2 separate regions of the Pan troglodytes genome follow, and region 2 is linked to region 1. The links are chromatin contacts, called in public capture Hi-C maps. All regions are on one chromosome and are shown on one strand. Each heading gives the region's core, a stretch centred on a gene start, on an enhancer-like site or on the middle of the called end of the contact. The rest is flanking DNA. Distances are from core to core; before and after follow the strand shown. Region 1 overlaps SRGAP3 (SLIT-ROBO Rho GTPase activating protein 3). Region 2 overlaps SRGAP3 (SLIT-ROBO Rho GTPase activating protein 3).

What was found. Capture Hi-C pulls out chosen DNA fragments and counts their contacts.
Region 2: a capture Hi-C map of stem cell-derived neural stem cells shows a contact between it and region 1, with 6 times the contacts expected there. The contact joins two enhancer-like sites. A contact is called at or near these places in 1 of 7 Hi-C or Micro-C datasets (stem cell-derived neural progenitor cells), 1 of 1 datasets of contacts at active chromatin or transcription factors (stem cell-derived excitatory neurons) and 1 of 1 other capture datasets (stem cell-derived neural stem cells).

The regions. Positions count from the first base shown.
Region 1 is chr2:13,029,696-13,036,243 of NHGRI_mPanTro3-v2.0_pri, reverse strand. SRGAP3 (SLIT-ROBO Rho GTPase activating protein 3) reads left to right here. Exons shown (of 27, transcript XM_054681408.2): 24 at 1,869-2,049; 25 at 3,337-3,486; 26 at 5,549-5,876. Among named protein-coding and RNA genes, the nearest start is that of RAD18, 30 kb to the right of the region's middle. Within about 2 kb of position 2,848, at least 2 of the 24 cell types and tissues checked have an H3K27ac peak or open chromatin away from gene starts, as enhancers often do. A contact at or near this core is called in stem cell-derived neural stem cells, where this site is marked.
Region 2 is chr2:13,335,586-13,342,103 of NHGRI_mPanTro3-v2.0_pri, reverse strand. All of the region lies in intron 5 of SRGAP3 (SLIT-ROBO Rho GTPase activating protein 3), which reads left to right. Among named protein-coding and RNA genes, the nearest start is that of THUMPD3, 62 kb to the left of the region's middle. Within about 2 kb of position 1,758, at least 13 of the 24 cell types and tissues checked have an H3K27ac peak or open chromatin away from gene starts, as enhancers often do. A contact at or near this core is called in stem cell-derived neural stem cells, where this site is marked.

The sequences.
Region 1 (6,548 bases), core at 1,599-4,098:
CATGGTCTTCTTGAGCCAATTGCTTCCAGAGGGGAGCCCTGGTGCATGTGTGTGGTGGGGAGTGATGGGGAGTGAACAAGGGAGTTTCCTCCTCCTGCTCTTTGATTTTCCATGCCATCCGTGGCCCTTAGAAGTGCACCAGCCTCTGGTAACAACATGTGTGTAACTCTTATAGGGTACTATGTGCCAGACACTGTTGCAAGCACTTCATGTATATTCACTCACTTAATCCTTCTAATAACCCTGTAAGATAGGTTCTATTTATTACCATTTCCATTTAACAGATGAGGAAACTGAGGCATAGAAAGAAAAACTAAGTATCCCAAGGTCACACAACTAAAAAAGGGTAAAGCCAAATGTTCTGAGCTTAACTATGTGATGGACAGGTGGATGAATAGATCGATGAAGACGAGATTGTCCACAGTGAATGGAGCAGATAGAGAGCCCCAAGAAAGCTCAGCATGGAGAAGCTATCTACAGGCTAGAGAGAGAGCAGGGGTTGCTTTTGTTACTCTTTTGTTCTATTAAAATAAAAAAAAAGTAAGAATTATAATGTTAAACCTCTTTGTGCTTACTTTAAAATATTAAAACATTAATACCTATACAAAATCAGTTTTCTACCACATATGGACACTTCTTAGGGTAGAAACTATAAAACAGGTGGAATAAACTGTAGGCACAATCCCCTGTTCCCCAAAAAGTCTCTTCCCCAAATATCACTAGTTGTATGGTCCTTAAACCATGCAGTTTAAACCACTTAAACTCTCTGCAGTTTAACATCTCTTCTCTGGACCCATCCCATAGGCCAAATCCATTAATAATTATAATCACAGTCATGACAGCTGCTGTCAACCGAATACCTCATGAATATCTGTACTAAGCTATGCACTTTTGTACAAGAACTTTTGTTTGTTTCGAGACAGGGTCTTGCTCTGTCACCCAAGCTGGAGTACAGTGGCATGATCATGGCTCACTGCAGCCTCAACCTTCCAGGCTCAAGTGATCTTCCTGCCTCGGGCCCTAGAGTAGCTGGCACCACAGGCATGTGCTACCACGCCCAGCTAATTAAAAAAAATTTTTTTTTTTGGAAATGAGGTCTCACTATATTTCCCAGGCTGGTCTCAAACTCCTGGACTCAAGCGATCCTCCTGCCTCAGCCTCCCGAAGTGTTGGGCTTATAGGCATAAGCTACCACGCCCAGCCTCTGTTCCTCTTATAAAGACACCAGCACTAGGATTATGACCCCACCATTATGACCTCATTTAACTTTAATCACCTCATTACATTAATTAAAGCCCCTAAAATACAGTCACGTTGTGGGTGAGGGCTTCAACATATAGATTTGAGGCAGACACAGTTCAGTCCTTAACAATGAGCTTTGAAGAGTCTGGGTACCCTTAAAATCCTGTATCGGATTTTGCAGGTTAGAGTCTGCATACATGATGTGGCCTCTCAAAAGATTAAAAATTACTAAAAGTATTATAAATGACAAAGAGGAAAAGGGTGCATAGAAAAATAGAAATATTAATAGAACTTGTGTTAAGGGGTAGAAGAAAACGAAAATTCTACAATATTGTCTTAATGAGCATTAAAAAGTAGAGAACAAGAAGGGCAGTGGAAAAGGAGCATGTATCAGCTCCCTCTTTACATTTTGAGGGTTTGATGGTTTGCCTGAGGTTGCAGGGTGGAGAGTGGAACTGAGTCTAGGACCCCAGGGTCCTGAGCCCCAGCCCACCAGGCGTTCTGTCCATGTTCTCACCAGCTGTGCAGTCTATCCTTCCCCAGAGAAGCCAGGGCCATCTGAGTGAGGCTCCTGAGCTGCCACTTTGCTGACCTCAGAGACGCTTTTTCCCTTGATTTCCTTCTAGAAGTGGAGCAGATCGAGGCTATCGCCAAGTTTGACTACATGGGGCGGTCCCCGCGTGAGCTATCCTTCAAGAAGGGGGCCTCGCTGCTCCTGTACCACCGCGCCTCGGAGGACTGGTGGGAGGGCCGGCACAACGGCGTGGATGGACTCATCCCCCATCAGTACATAGTTGTACAGGACATGTGAGTGGAGTCGAGACTTCTGTGAAGAATGCCGAAATAGATTAGTGATGTCTGGGATGGGCACCGTAGGGGAGTGCTAGCTTGTATGCCAGCAATTTGCCCTCCTTGATATCATACGCTTGTTCTTCTCTAACAATGGGTAATATCTAACTTCCCTTTAAATGGTGATCCACTTAACAGATATCCAAATTCCTCCTTCTGAGCACACAGAAACGGTGTTGGGTGCCTCTGGCCTATATCCTGATGCAGCTGACAGCCCCCAGGGTTTGCCATCACCCACCAGGACTCTCAGTATCCAGGGAATCTTGCCATGTGCCTCCACCTCCTAGGCCTCCCCTGCCTACGGTTCTACACTCCAGAGGTAGCTCTCTTAGGGGATGGGCAGAAACATGCCCTTGTTTCTGATTAATAGGGTACTATTTTTAAAAAAATAATTTCAGGGGTTAATGAAAAAGAGCCCTGCATCCCAAATGCCTAGTCCTACCACAAAAAGTCTGCACTTTCCATTCCTTTGAAAGCCATGGAAGCTTCCAGTGCACACCTTCCTTGGGAGCTCTGGTCAGGCTCGGCAGAACAGATTTACCATAGAGGCAGCCACCAAGCTGAGCCTCAAGGGAAGGGGATCAACAGCCCACATTGTGATGGGAGAGAGGGGGTCTCAGCCAGAGAAAAGGCCAGGGCCAAGCAGACTGCCAGAGGAATGCCATAGTGGAGGGCCCTTGGCAGCCTCCCGAAGTCCCCAGACCTCTGAGATCAGGGACAAGTCACCACAGCAGAGGGCCGTGGAAGGAGGCCGGCAGGGCACCCCAACAAGCTGGTGAGCCACCTCACAGTGGTCCAAGCCCTGGGTGGGGAGGTGAGGGGCAGAGGCAGCTTCTTCCTCCCTTGCTTAGCCAGAAGCCATTTCTCATGGAGTCACACAGAGACTCAGCACTCAGCCCTCGGTGCTCAGCCTGCGGACTCTATCCCCCCATTTCTCCAACACACCCTGCAGCATTTAGCTTGTCCTAGCCTGGAGCTGCCTGGGAATGAACAAGCTAGAAGAGAAAAAAGGAGGAGGTAGGTGTGGGACAGAAGAGGGTCCCAGCTGCGGAAACTGACCAGGAGTGTTGCAATGGGCATGTGTGGTGGGAAGGCACGCAGTGGGCAGTGGCCTAGCAAGCGCTGTGGGCACAAAGTAACCATAAGTTGTGTTAATTCAGCCCCTCAGACACATATCAGGGAGCTCTGTATATGCTGGGTTCTTTGGGGGAAGGTGCCTCCAATTCATGTCTGTCTTCTCCCCAGGGATGATGCCTTCTCCGACAGCCTGAGCCAGAAGGCTGACAGCGAGGCCAGCAGTGGGCCATTGCTGGATGACAAGGCCTCTTCCAAAAACGACCTCCAGTCCCCCACGGAGCACATCTCGGATTACGGCTTTGGGGGGGTGATGGGCCGGTAGGATGTGCGGATTCATTTTTTCCCTGCTAGTGTCAATCCTGTTCATGTCTGATTTGGGAGAAGCACAAGGGCAGAGAGGAGAGAAGGAGCCTACTGCAGCCCCCTGTTCCCCACAAAATGAAATGGGCACACTGGGCGGGCTGGCTGTCATTGGCCCAAGAAGGCCAGGTATAGAACCATCCAGCCTGTGTTGCCGGGAGGAGGAGGAAAGACATGTGTTGGGAACTCAGTGCTTTTTTATTTAAAATAATAATGTGTGAGAGAGATACAAATTGGCAAGTATTTTTCCTACCTGTCTCCAGTTCCTGCACCTCCTTCCAGCTTTCTGTTGTAGAACTGAGTTGTTATATTTAAAAATGTAAAGCTCACATATTCCCCGAAACGCACTACATAAACAGAAAACTCACACCTACTCATGTGTTGAGAAGGAAATTGACACTCGACTCCACCCACTTATTTGGAGGGAGCAGTATTACCAATTTCTTCGCTCCCTATGTGTGGGCCAGGCTGTGTCACATAACCTTTCTACCAGGCAAGGAGCTGTGCATGTCCTTCTGAGAACAGGTATAATCCAAAGTATGTGGTTATTTTTTAAAAAATTAATGAGGAAATAAGAAGAAAAGAAAAGAAAAGCTGACAGTTTCTCACTGCCTTTTTAGTCACACTCTCAAAATGTCATATTCTATGTTTTTTCCAGTGGAGGGGTCATGTGGTCAGCCCACACATGTAGGTATTTGCAGATAGACCCCAAAAAAATCAGTCACAGTGGGAACACACAATTTATGAATTTATTTCAGCAAAAATCCTGATGCCTCTTTTCTGCAAATTCCATTCAGTTCAGCAGATAGCTCGGGGCACTATGGTGGAATTGAGAAGGTCAGGGAAGTGGAAGGCTGGCGTAGGTAGACAAAGAAGTTATGGTCCCCTGACTTCTAGGAGGACCATATCTTCTGCCTCTCTTTTCCTCTCCCTTGTCCCCCGCCCTCACCTCCTTTGTTCTTGTTCTTTCTTTCTAAGTACTGCTTCCTTTCCAATACCTATGCTTTGGTCCTGCTGGGACACCCACAAGCACTGCTTAGCTTGGCTGGTGGCACTAGGATCTGAATCACTGGTGGTCCCTAGTCATAATCCATTCCCAACACACGGTCCCTCTCCCTCTCCCCTCACCACTTCTAGCCCTTCAGACTCTTGGTGACCTCTGTAGGATGCAGCCAAATCTCCTGTGTATAGAACCTCTTATCTTCAAGGTGCTTTCAAACCCACTTGAAGCAAAGGTAAAGGGTGGGCAAAGGATCTTACTGAAACCCACTTCACAGATTAATAAAGTGGGCTTGAGAGAGGACACAGGAAAGCACGCGGCAGACACAGGGCAAGAACTCACCTTCCTGAAACACAACCTAATCCCCTCTTCACCGCACCAGAGCCCCCCTGAAGTGGGAAAGGTACCAAATGCACAAAAGGGCTGTCCAGCCATGCAGTGTTTACTCTTGAATGACTAGTTTTCCAAGATCCAAAAAAGCCTCACAGAAGGAGCCCTCTTCTGGGGAGATTGGGGGTTGGGTGGCAACGTTAGAGTGTCTTCAGTTCCCAGGGGACCCCAACTGTGCTTGCAGGGTGCTGGTAACTTTGGTACAGTCAAGCCTCAAAGCTTCAGACCAATTAGAAGCCCCTCAGAATCATGGAAATGTCTGAACTGCTTCAGAGGGTATCATGAGCCCAACTAACCATCGCCAAAGCGTTTCCAGGGTTGGAATCCTCTAGGCCTTGACTTAGCGTGTAGACCAGATGCATTTTGCGGTTGGCAGCACAGCTGTCTGTGGCCTGGAAGCACCGTGCTCCAAATGCTTTCATGTTTACAGGTTAGACCTCCCCCTGCTGCTGAGCTGTGTGCTGAGCCAGGTCTTTCATTATGGAATTGTAGGGTCTGGCTGAATGAGGCTTTACTGTACCCGCTCCTTAGACTAGCGTGCAGTGTGTGGCATGGGGTTGACTCACCCATTCTGAGACTTGCCAGGCTTGACCTCTGCCCCATGCCCCTCGCCCCCTGGCTCCTTTGCAGAGTGCGGTTACGATCTGATGGAGCAGCCATCCCCAGACGCCGAAGCGGGGGCGACACACACAGCCCGCCCCGGGGCCTGGGCCCCAGCATAGACACACCACCCCGGGCTGCTGCCTGCCCCAGCAGCCCCCACAAAATCCCCCTCACCCGGGGGAGGATCGAGAGCCCTGAGAAGCGGAGGATGGCGACGTTCGGGAGCGCTGGCAGCATCAACTACCCTGACAAGAAGGCGCTCTCCGAAGGGCACTCGATGAGGTCGACCTGCGGTTCCACCAGGCACAGCAGCCTAGGGGACCACAAGTCCCTGGAGGCCGAGGCCCTGGCAGAAGTAAGGGCCAGCGGGAAGGCAGGCTGGGCAGCCAAACACCCCAGAGGGCAGCGGGTGGGAATCCGTGGAGCGGGGAGCCACCTTGGCCTTTATGCCAGGCTCATGGCTAAGCCAGAGAACGGGAGAGTGAGTGGCCTCCCTGTCCCTTGCTGGGCTTCCCGTGGGAATGGAGACTGGTTGGGAGCAGCCACTGCTAGGGTTCCTATAGAGGCTGAACACCCCCAGTGTCCAGGGCTGGGGAGGGCATTGGCCAGATTATGGGGCTGGGGTAATGGCAGGTCACTACACAAAATGATACGATTCAGTTTTTGACTCATTCATTCACTCATTCATTCATTTCTCTCTTCATTCATCAATTCATTCATTGGCAAATATTGATTGAGCATCTATCATGTGGCCGTCACCATGCTAGCCACCAACAGTAAAATGGAGATCTAAAATGGACTCAGGCCCTGCCCACATGGAGCTTACAGTTTAGAGAAGAAAGAGACATCAACAAACACACACACACAGTTGTGAAATAGTTGTTTGGTTGGGTGCCTTTAAGGAATGGTCCAAAGTATTTTGAGAGCCTAAAATGTGAGGATTGCACCTAGGCAGGGAGAGACTTCTCTGGGGAGAACTTGACCTGAGACCCAAAGGGTGGGCAGAGCTAAATAGCTGAAGCTGCAA
Region 2 (6,518 bases), core at 509-3,008, 310 kb before region 1:
AAATCGAGGCAATGTTACAGCTTATCAGAGTGCTCAGAACAAATGCTGTATAACTTCTAGAATTTATCATCTACATTGGTTTATAACCATTTACTATTTCAAAATAAAGTGGTGACAAAAGGTGGTGGTGGGAGATATTAGGTACTTTAAGTATTATCTTCGTTGCCATTCTTCGGTGTCATTTTACCCATTCGAATTCTGAGGTTCAGAGAACTGAAGCCCCTTGCTCGGATTGCAAGCTAAGTATGTGCAGAGCCTCCCCCTTGTACCCGGGAGACTGTTCCTAGTGGCTGTTCTGGGACATTCTCAGAGCGGTTCGCCAGGTGGCGCTCTTCCCCCGGGATAGGATCCGGCCAAGACCCACCCCGCGGCAGACGCTAGCCCTTCCTCACTACAAGAACCTGGCGTTCTACAGCCAGCAGGGGTTTTGAGCGTGTCTAAGCTCTCATTTTAGAGGGAGAGAAATAAAGCTCTGCGAGAGTATGTCCCTGGGCTCAGAGCCACCCACAGGCACCAGGTGGTGCTGAGGCGGAGTCCCAGTTTATCCAATGACGAATCCCATTTGCCTCTTACCTCCCTGCCGCATCCTGACCTAGCTCCCCACGCCCACCTGAGCCCCTTCCTTGCAGACACCATCTCATGCCTGGCTGCAGCTGGGCAGAGCGAAGTGCTTCTCTGCCGGGCTGTCGCAAAGCTCCACTGTCTAGGAGTAGAGCGAGTGTTTGGGAGCAGGGCAAGCGTTTAGGCAGGCTGGGGAGGGGTGAGGGGGATACCCAGGGACGCACCCTCCCGTTTCTCATTCTTCTCTAGCTGCAGTCAGAAGCAGTGTATGCACTGCTAAGGCCAGGGCCCCTGGAGTCAAACTGCCTTCGCGGAAACCCTTGGCCTCCCCTTACCCAGCAGTGGGCCCTGGGGGCTCACTAAGTTTCCCATCTCTAAAATGGGAATAGTAATACTTACCTCATTGGGTCACCGTGGGGACTCAGTGAACATACATAAGGCACTGAGGACGGTTGTAAGCACATGATAAGCACAATAAAAATGTTAGCTCTCGGCAAGACGACTCACCAGCACCCTACCTGGATAGAGGAGTTTAGGTGAGAATTTCAGGATGATTCATCATACTCCTCGCCTATTCACTCACCCCACAATATCCTTTCAGAGTAACAACTGCTGTTTATTTGCAGTTAGGCCAGGCAGTATGCGAAACCTGTGATTTCCATGATCTCAGTTAATCCGCAGATCAACCCTGTGAAGTAGGTACTATTATTGTTCCTCTCTCATGGTTGAGGCTTACACAAGATTAAGTCATTTATCCCAGGTCACGCAGTTAATGACAGAAGGGCATCCCACGCTCATTCCTGTCTGGTGCCAAAGATGAAGCTTTTTACTACTACTCAATATTCTACCTCCTCTTGAAGCCAGTTAAAAACAACAAACACAGCCCCCCAACAAACACAGGCTCCCAGAGGAGCCACAGGCATCAGCCGTGCTCACTGTAATTCTACAGGACCCACCCCTTACAGAAACCATGGTCTGTAGAGTGAGATTTCTTTCCGCTCTTACGTGGCACAAAAGAGCGAATTTTACAGATGTCTCCCTGCTCCCCTGCAAAGTGCTTTGACTGACACAGAGGCCTCTACAGATTAAAGCTAAGTTAGCCATGGAGCCTTTAAGGGCCACCTTCCCCTCTTCCTGTTTCTTCTGAACCTCAAGGCCACCCATCTGGGCAGGCGGGGGACCTGCATCTCAGGCATGTGCGTTAACTTAACTTCTGGGCCATCCCGGATGTAATGCAAGGGCTCAGTGACTCAGGCCAGCCTATCTGGGATTTGTCCTCTCTTGGCATGTGAGAGTCTGTGCAGCATTGACATCTTTTGGCCATGAATGAAACAACAGGAACCAACCTACAAATGCAGAATCCCAGAAAGTCAGGGCCGGAAGAGGCTGTAGGAAGTTAAAAAACGAAACTTCACCAAGGGAAGGGTCTTGATGAGGATCACATTGAGAGGAAGGAAGGTGACCAGATTTAAGCCCTTTTTTTAACTTCCATACCTTCCTGGTACCCTCTGCTCCCAGAGGTGCTGAGCTGGGAGGGGTGGGAGTGGGCAGCCAGGTTGCTAAGCTTGTGCATTCAGTCAGGTGTCTCTTTCTTCCCCTCCCCAGCGTGTGATTATCCTCTAAAACAAGACTTCTCAACCTCAGCATAGCCCAGACATTTAGGGTTGGATCGTTCCTTGTCGTGGCAGCGGTCCTGTGCATTGTCTGATGCTGAGCACAATATTTGTCCACTACCCACCACCCACTAGTTTCCAGTAACACTTCCTTCTCCCACTCTGTTGCATGACAACCAAAAATGTCTTCAAACATCATCAAATATCTCCTGGGGGACAAAATTTCTCCCCTCTCTCCCTTCTGTTGAGAACCACTACTCCAAAAGCAGACTCCTTCCTCCTTCCCTTCCTGGAACACATCTTAAGAGCTTGGTATATGCCATGCTTTGCTGGCTCATGAATCAAGCCCTGGCTCTGTCCTTAAACAATTCAGAGTCTAGCTGAGGAGACAAGGCCCACACAGGTGGCAAAGATGGGAAGCCTCTCCACAGAGACAAAGGCGAGGTGCCCAAAGGAGCACAGGGGCAGATGCCTCACTGTCTGGGGAGATGTGAGGAAGCGTCACAGAAGGACAGATGGCAATTTCTCAGGCAGGCAAGGTGGGTAAAGGACATTCCAGGCAGAAGAAATGGAATGTACAAAGGTAAAGAGTTGTGAAGTGTGAAGTTTTGGGGAAAAATATTTTAGTATGACTGTACTCCAGAGTGCACATGAGGAGAGATTAAGGAAAGGGGCTGGAGAGTCAGGCAGCACAAGTTGATGATAGTGTTGTTGGTGGTGGTGATAATGGTGGTGATGGTGATGATGGTGATGATGTTGGGGGTAGTGGTGATGACGATGATGATGGTGGTGGTGATGATGATGGTGGTGGTGGTGGTGGTGGTGGTGATGGTGGTGGTGGTGGTGGTGATGGTGATGGTGGTGGTGGTGGTGGTGGTGGTGATGATGGTGGAGGTGGTGGTGATGGTGGTGGTGATGATGGTGGTGATGGTGGTGGTGGTGGTGATGATGGTGGTGGTGGTGATGATGGTGGAGGTGGTGGTGATGGTGATGGTGGTGGTGATGATGGTGGAGGTGGTGGTGGTGGTGGTGATGATGGTGGTGGTGGTGATGGTGATGGTGGTGGTGGTGATGATGGTGGTGGTGGTGGTGATGATGGTGGTGGTGGTGATGGTGGAGGTGGTGGAGGTGGTGATGGTGGTGATGATGTTGGTAATGATGATGATGGTAGTGGTGGTGATGATGGTGGTGGTGGTGATGGTAGTGATGATGGTAATGATGATGATGGTAGTGGTGGTGATGGTGGTTGTGGTGGTGGTGGTGATAATAATGGTGGAGGTGGTGGTGGTAGTGATGATGGTGGTTATGATGATGATGGTGGCAGTAGTGATGATGGTGGTGGTGGTGATGAAGATGATGATGGTAGTGGTGGTGATGAAGATGATGGTGGTGGTGATGATGAAGATGATGATGGTGGTGGTGATGAAGATGGTGGTGGTGGTGATGAAGATGATGGTGGCAGTAGTGATGATGGTGGTGGTGGTGATGATGAAGATGATGGTGGTGGTGGTGACGATGGTGGCTAACACATATAGAGCACTTAGCATATGCCAGACATTGTTCCAAGTATTTCTCATACATTATCTCTTAATTTTCACGGCAATCCTTTGAGGAAGGTGCTATCATTACCTCAGTTTACATATGGGAAAAATGTTGCAGAGAGATGAAGTAACATGCCAAAGTCACACAGCTTGTGAAGATTCCTTGTGAGCCCTGAGAAATTTGGCTATGGAGAGCTAAGGGTGTTTGTTTGTTTTTGAGATAGAATCTCACTGTGTCGCCCAGGCTAGAGTGCACTGGTGTGATGTCGGCTCACCGCAACCTCCGCCTCCCAGGTTCAATCTCCTGCCTCAGCCTCCTGAGTAGCAGGGATTACAGGTGTGTGCCACCATGCCTGGCTAATTTTTGTATTTTTAGTGGAGATGGGGTTTCACCATGTTGGCCAGGCTGGTCTCGAACTCCTAAGCTCAGATAATCCACCTGCCTCAGCCTCCCAAAGTGCTGGATTACAGGCGTGAGCCACCTCACCTGGCCGAGCCAAGGATTTTAAGTAGAGCAGCGACATGATCAGTGTTTCAGTTATTTTTAGCAGTATGATAAACCACCAAAAACGTGCTTGCCTACCACCAGCGTTTTATGATAGCTCATGATTCTGTGGGTTGGCTGGGGCTCAGCTGGATTGTTCTCCCACTAGTCTGGCTTTTGCAGTGGCAGTAACATGGTGGCTGGGGATGCTAGTTGGGGCTGGATGTCTACTATCTTGAAGTTTCTTTTCTTTTCTTTTCTTTTTTTTTTTTGAGACGGAGTCTCGCTTTGCCACCAGGCTGGAGTGCAGTGGCGCGATCTTGGCTCACTGCAGTCTCCGCCTCTCGAGTTCAAGCAATTCTCCTGCCTCAGATTCCCATGTAGCTGGGACTACAGGCATGCACCAGCATGCCCAGCTAATTTTTTGTATTTTAGTAGAGACAGGGTTTCACTGTGTTGGCCAGGATGATCTTGATCTCCTGACCTCGTGATCCATCTGGCTCGGCCTCCCAAAGTGCTGGGATTACAGGTGTGAGCCACCATGCCCGGCCATCTATTTTCTTTTTTTATTTTTTTGAGATGGAGTCTCACTCTGTCACCCAGGCTGGAGTGCAGTGGCATGATCTCAGCTTACTGCAACTTCTGCCTCCCTGGTTCAAGCGATTCTCCCACTTCAGCCTCCTGAGTAGCCAGGATTACAGGTACCCACCACCACGCCCGGCTAATTTTTCTATTTTTAGTAGAGACGGGGTTTCACCATGTTGGCCAGGCTGGTCTCAAACTCCTGGCCTCAAGTGATCTGCCTGCCTCGGCCTCCCAAAATGCTGAGATTACAGGCATGAGCCATGCCACCTGGCCTTAATGTTTTTTCATGTGGCTGCTATTTCTCTCTCTATCTAAATCCTTCTAGGTCTTTCCCTGTGACCACACTCTCCAGCAGAGTAGCCCGTCCTTGGCGGCTCAAGCTGCCAGGCCTTCTTAATGCCTAAACCTGAAAGTCCCAGGACATCATTTCCTCTGCATTGTACTGGTCAAATGGTCACAAGCATAGCCCAGATTTATGGAGAGGGTACATAGGATCCATTTCTGGTGGAAGGAGGGGCATGTGCATACAGGGAGGGGTGGAATTGTTTGGCCATCTTTGGATACTAGCTATCACAGCCAGATTTTTATAGGGAAGAATGTTCTGGCAGCATTACGTAGGGTGTTTTGAAGAGAGCAAGACTAAAGACATGATGATGAATTATGAAGTCATGGATAATTCTAGTTGAGTTAGTCAGCTAGCTTCTCTTTTTCCTTCTGTTACTGTGGAAAGACCAGAGTAATTATGTTTTAGTAGTAATAATAATAAAACAATAATCCTACTAACCTACATTTCTTGAGCACATACTGTGTGCCAAGCACTATGGTAAGTACATTTCTCCACAATTTAATACAATTATCTCACGAGATATATATATTCCTATTTTATCTTTCAGAAAACTGAGGTCAAGTGTATTAGTGTGCTAAGGCTGCCATAACTGTAAGTACTACTGACTAGGTGGTGTAAGCAACAGACATTAATTTTCTCACAATTCTGGATGCTAAAAGTCCAAGATCAAAGTGTCAGCAGGGTTGGTGTCTTCTGAGGCTTATCTCCTTGGCGTGTAGGTGGCCTTCTTATTCCTTGGTCTTCACATAGTCTTCCTTCAATGCACATCTATGTCCTAATTTTCATACTCTTTCTCTCTTTTTTTTTTTTTTTGAGACAGAGTCTCACTCTGTTGCCCAGGCTAGAGTGCAGTAGTGCCATCTTGGCTCACTGCAACCTCTGCCTCCTGGGTTCTAGCGATTCTCATGCCTCAGCCTCCTGAGTAGCTGGGACTACAGGCACACGCCACAATGCCCAGCTAATTTTTGTATTTTTAGTAGAGATGGGGTTTCACCATGTTGGCCAGGCTGGTCTCGAACTCCTGACCTCAAGTGATCCATCTGCCTCGGGCTCCCAAAGTGCTGGGATTATAGGCGTGGGTCACTGTGCCTGGCCCTAATTTTCTCTTTTTTTTAAGGAAACAGGTCATGTTGGATTAGGGTCCACCTGAATGACCTTATTTTAATTATCTTGTTAAAGACCCTGTCTCCAAATTTAGTCACATTCTGAGGTACTAGGAGTTAGGATTTCAACATGTGCATTTTGGAGACACACAATTCAGCCTATAATATTATGTAATTAGTTTATCCTCATGTAGATAATAGGTGGGAAGTCAGACTTTAACCCAAATTGCCTGACTTCAAGCTCCTGCTATTAACTACCCTGTATATTATTCTTACCCACAGGTG